2 separate regions of the Macaca fascicularis genome follow, and region 1 is linked to region 2. Evidence: chromatin contacts called from public Hi-C data. All regions are on one chromosome and are shown on one strand. The core of a region is the stretch at or near the end of the contact, and the rest is flanking DNA. Distances in the headings are between cores, read along the strand shown.

Region 1 (2,704 bases), core at 164-2,663, 110 kb before region 2:
TGTGACCAAAAAGGAATCAAAGCTTGAGTGGAGACACCTGGTCCTGCACCCCTGGGGCTTGTGCAGCTCGGCACCACCTTGACCCGGTGCGGGGATAGACGGGGAACCCAGGAAAGCATCGCCTTAGAAGCCCAACTGGTTTGTACCTTGTGCACCTTTTCAAGAGCTTTTTCCAATTTCCTTTTGGGAAACAGCAACAACTAGACATTCTGTATGCTCTCTTCTCAAGAGTGCAGCAGGCTTCACAATTAAGTGGTATGTTGTTTTAAAAGTCAGGTAACAAGGCAACACTGAACTCCCGTGTCTGCCGTGGTGTACCGGCGGCCAGTGGGGCGAGCTGGCCATGCTCTGCCGCTCACCTGGGTGGAGAGTGCAGCTGGGGCCTGCCTCGTGATGAGTCACCGGCCTGCACACGCGGGATCCTGCACGGCTCCACATGCATGCTATACTTCAACAGGAATGTTTTCAAAACGCTAGCTAACAGCTCTCAGGAAAAAGGCTCCTAATTCAAAGAGGAGCTTTAACGAGTCGTATCCCTAACCTCATCAGTTACACTGTCCCATATGGCTGCTGGTGTGACCACTGGTTGCTGACGAGTCCAGAGGTGCCAATGCTAACGCTAAAACAAGAAAGATGAGGCCTTTACCCCAATGCCAACGCTCAAAGTAGTGATCTGCCCTCATGCACCCACTTCTTTGTCAGAAAAAAGCTGAGAGAAGACGTGTGGCAATTGTCTTACAAGAAGGCTGGCAGCGGTTCTTCCCTTCCCCTGACATCCTGTGGCACCAAAGCCCACAGCCCTAAGTGGAAACACATTCATTCTGCTGGTGTCTTTTGGCGGTGGTGGTAGAAGGGGTGCCCCTGGTAAAATTAGCTGGGCATGTGGCAGACTTCTGAGCCGAAAAGAGGCTCGAAGTAGGGCCAGGATTGTTTTGAGACAACTTCTGAAACACAGAATATGCTGTTTCTCTTCTCCTCACTCCACAGGCTGGCCTTCCAATGCATTTAGGACCCTGCTTTTGAGGCATCCAAGTGGGAGAGCCTCTGTTCATGACAAAAGGGAACCTCCCACCAGCCTGAGGGTGGGACGCTGAGGACCCCAGTGCTCTGCCTCCAGGCTGCTGTCGTAGTGTGACACAGCAACTTCTGAGCCGGAAGGAGAAGCCCGATCCTAATTGGGGGAAGCTATTTGCTTAGACAACTTTCTACACTTAAAATATTACACCTTAAACAACACACTGGACTAAGAAATCTTGATCATGTCCAGGCTTTTAACACCCTCCTCCCCCAAGGAACAAGAAAACACAGCAGCGAAAACAAAGAGGCTGCCCTGAAAAGGTTGCAGTGGTGGATGATGCTGGCAGAATCAGAAAGGAAGCTAAGAGAAACAGGCACGTCCTCAGCCGGGGCTCGTGTGTCCTGACACTGCAGCAGGCACGGGATGTGGGCTGTCCCCTCCAGCACGGTGCGGGGGGGTGCTGGGGTATCCAAAGAGCAAAAGTAGACCTCGGACCCCAAAACAACTGCGTCTGGCCGAGGGGAGTGGGCAGAAACAGGGGCAAACGTTCCAACAGGGAGAGACCGTCTCTGGCTTATTTACAGACACCGTAAGGATGCCCAAAGACAAGAGGGAGTGTTAGTAACAGAACCCATGAAGTTCTATGGATCGGGATGCTTTAAAACAAAAACAAAAACAAAAACAAAACAACCAAAACTCATCCAGAATTTGAGGCCCCTGCAGTAACATCCATGCTAATTGGTAAGGAAGACAAGCCTCCCCTAACAAATCGGCAATGTAATTATAAAGCCAGTCACCAGTGCTCCAGCGATATTCTGAACCTGTAACCCGATACCACTGTTTGCTGCCGGCGCCTCCTCCGGGCTCTCCCGCTGCGCACCGGCCGCGCGGGGGCCCGCAGGGCAACGCAACTTAGGCTGTTTGTGCAAGATCAGACCCTGCATTTGACGAAGACCTGCAGGAGCAATCCTGGCTTTCTTGACAGTGGAGAAGAGGGCAGGGGGCGGGGAAGCCTGAGGATACACTGAAATTCGACCAGGAAGTCAAACCCTAAGTAAATTTAAGAAACAACTTTTACTGTTTGGGGTTGTTTTCTGAAGTTCAAATTTTTTAAATCCTAGTTTCTCCTCTCAGATTTTTACATGCTTCTATTAAATTGAAGACAATTTCCAATACTGGAGGTTTGTCAAATATAATCTTTTCTCCTAGTAAAATAATTTTTAAAAATGTTGACAACTGCATTTAGTAAGCAAAATATAGTCAAATTCTGGGAGAGAATGTTTCAAATAATTATTTCTTTAAATTACGGCCTTGTTAGTACACATCTGGAAAGAAAATGGGCTTTTTAGAATATAAATGTCAATGGTATAAAATGTTTCTAATATCCTGTGTCAGTGGTTCCTCTGCCAGCTGGGAATTTTAAGTTTTAATCCCAACTCTTATGAAGCTATGGACACCAATCACCTTCTTCCAAGGACAATGAGAATGCTGTCAATTGTTTTATTTTACCTAAGGATTCTGGCTAAAAGTATGGTACACTCGATTTAAAAAAAAAAAAATTAGAAAGAAAAAAGCTTTATTTGTTTTCTCAGTTTTAAGGAATTTTTTAAAAAATTTATAAAGAAAAAGGATTACTTGGGAATGGCACACTTAATTCAAGTAAAAGATTGAGTAGAATTATACAGT
Region 2 (2,836 bases), core at 320-2,819:
TTTACTTTTATTTCAAACAAAATATGAAAGATGCATACGGCAACATCCTCATAAAGCATATATGGACAGGTATTTGTAGTTCCGAACTATGGACAACCAAGAAACCAAATTGAAATTTTACAAAATTCTGTGGTATGACATTGCTGAACAAGCAATCAAGTACACAAAAGATGGTTATCAAAAGAGAAATAATCCATATTTCTCTCAAATCCTTAACATGCTCCATTGTGTCCAGTGACTGAGAAATTTAAAACTCTGTGCTGTAATGCCTCCCTGGAACAGAGGTGAGCTAAAGATGAAGTGTCAAGCTGGATTTCCATCTTACCTTGCTTTCCTCCAACAGGTTCAAAGACTTCATAACCTTTGATACAGACTTGATATTTTTTCAATAGGGAACCCATAAAACTATTTTCAAATAAAAACACTAAGCAATGCCACTAGACAATCTGTCTTTCTCTGATCTATCGCTGCTCTATCGCTGCTCTATCGCTACGCATTCAAATTAAAAATATCTTTTTGCTTCCCCTTTATTGAATAAAAGTTTAACTTTGAATTAGAAGAAAATGTACCCATCGTCCCTTTTACACTTTTTGCAGGTGATAGAATCTATCGGATCACATTGGTGGCTATCACTGCTCACTAAGCATCCTAAAGACAGAAAGCATGCCATTACCAAATGTTTTATAAGCGTTATAATGCCCCGATGGTGGAAGTCTGGCAATACCTAGATATACAGCAAGGCTGGTGAATAAGGAGTTGAGGGGCGGGGGAAGCGGGAGTGAGGGAGGGAGGAAAGGAGGGAGTCGCCACCTTAAATCCATGCCGGACCGGGAACCTGCAGCCCACAACCTGATCCCTACCCTCCCCAACAGTGGACCGTCCACCACATTTTTTCAGATCCTCCCCACCCAACCCAGCACAGCACTCACCCTTCTGCGAAGAAGTCGGCACCCGGTCCAGCTCCGAGACGGGTCGGGGTGGCAGCGAGGGAGGGGACGTCTGGGCTGTGGGCGGGGGGTGTCTGTGCGTCACTCGAGTACAGGACGGTGAGTTCGAGGGTTGGGAGCGCAGAGGAGCGGGGAAATCAAGTCACGGCCGAAAAGGGAGGAGGAGAAACGGAGGGGTGGGGTGATGGAGCGCCCCCTCCCTAAAATAAACCCACCGGCCCCTGCGATCCCTGCCCCACAGAGGGAAAACAAAATCAGGGGAAATAATAGACCGACCAATAAATCTCTAAAACGACGAGGAGCGAGGAACAGACTTTAATTTAAAGGGGGGAAAATTGAGCGAGGGCTGGAGGGGAGACAGAGGGAAGTGGCTCTGGGTCTATCCCATGCCTTTGCAGTCCCCAAGCAGAGGAGGAGGCTGGCTGAGGGGAAGTTGCAGCGGCTCCCGAGGAGGAGGAGGAGGAGAAGGAGGAGGAGGAGGATGTTACACCGTAACAAGTACAGACAGACAGCCATGGATCAGAGGGGCGCTGCAAGCAGGAGCAGGGGCGGCCGCGGCTGGGCGAGCGGCGGCGGGCGGCAGCACCGCCTGCTCGGCTCGCTCAAGACATTTAATTGGATTGATGGGTTGTGCAGTGACTCACAGACTTTACAGAGTCGTACAGCAATCCCCGCCCAGCTGGACAGGGGAGATGCGGCGGGGACGGGCGGGGTAAGGGGGCCGAGGGAGAGCTGGGCTGGGAGGCGGCGACGGGAGGCTGAGGCGCTGAGGGGGCGGGAGCGGAGCGGAGCTACCCAATGGTGAGGCCCGCTGTTCCGACGGGCGTGGGCCTCGACCTATGGCGGAGCGGCTCGTTAAGCGGCTGGCTGCACCCCTGGCCCAATGAGTCTTCTAAGGACACTGCCGCGAGCGGGGCGGGGGCAGTGGAGTGGGGGGTGGGGAGAGGTGGGTGGACGTTCAAGTGTGGGGTGGAGGAAAGGAGGAGGTGCCGGAGACCCGCGGAGTTACTCGGCCCTCCTCGCTCCAGAAGTGCGCCTTCTGCCAATCCGAGCGCCTCGCGGGAGTGATGGACTCGAGCGCGTGACCAATGGGGAGGAGAGGGCTTCCGCAGCCGGCCTGAGGGGAAGGAGCGGGCGGCCGGCCTCCCCCTCTCCGCCCGCGCCTCTCCGGGCCCGCCCTCCCCTCCCGCGCCGCTCGGGTCAGTCACGCAAATAACAGTGTGAGGGCCGGGGCCGCGCGGGGGGGGCGGGGGCCCGCTGCTGGCTGCGTGACAGCGATAGGGACTGGCTGTGCTGCCTACTTCGATCCGGCAGGAGGAGGCGGCGGCGGAGGCTGGCTCCTTACTCTGCGTGCAGACGGCTGCTGCTGCTGCTCAGCCTCTGCCTGGCGCTGCCGGGGAGCCCCTGCGGCCAAAGCCCACTCCCGAGGGACAGCCAGATTTGGAGTGAATCAGATCACGCAGTGCCCACTTTTGGAAACCGCTCCGGGGGAAGTCCGGCGGGGCTGTGCGCTGGGATCTGAGGAGGCTGGAAGCCGTAGGCGGGAGGCTTGGCCGTGACATTTGCCCCTTGCTTGCTTGCCTGTTTTCTGGGAAAGTCGGGGTAGGGTGTGGGCAGGTCGAAACAGCTCCTGCATATGTCCTGTTTCTTTACTGAATTTCTGGAAAAGGCACTTCTTAACCTGGTATGAGCGAAGCTGTAAATGCATGTCGATACCTCAGCTTCCTCCAACCCTCCCTCCCGCACTGCTCTTCCTCCCACTGGCTCACCTTGAACCCTGACGGCAGTGCTCCACAGCACCCACTACTAGATCTTCTCCTCCCTGCTGATTCCCAGGAGCTATGGCTTTTCTCAGTTTCTTGGCTACTGTCCAGCAATCATTTTACAGA

Evidence for each region. Hi-C and Micro-C count contacts between places; a contact is called where the count stands out from the background.
Region 1: a Hi-C map of liver shows a contact between it and region 2, with 2.4 times the contacts expected there. The contact joins the enhancer-like site here to the promoter of SERTAD2 in region 2. A contact is called at or near these places in 2 of 2 Hi-C or Micro-C datasets (liver and skeletal muscle).

What each region holds. Positions count from the first base shown.
Region 1 is chr13:57,280,565-57,283,268 of T2T-MFA8v1.1, reverse strand. The region is part of intron 1 of SERTAD2 (SERTA domain containing 2); the gene reads right to left. Among named protein-coding and RNA genes, the nearest start is that of SERTAD2, 110 kb to the right of the region's middle. Within about 2 kb of position 1,413, at least 3 of the 6 cell types and tissues checked have an H3K27ac peak or open chromatin away from gene starts, as enhancers often do.
Region 2 is chr13:57,169,723-57,172,558 of T2T-MFA8v1.1, reverse strand. It overlaps SERTAD2 (SERTA domain containing 2), which reads right to left and starts at 1,569. Exons shown (of 2, transcript XM_005575742.4): 1 at 930-1,569. It overlaps LOC123568373 (a long non-coding RNA gene), which reads left to right and starts at 2,062. Exons shown (of 3, transcript XR_006691678.3): 1 at 2,062-2,836.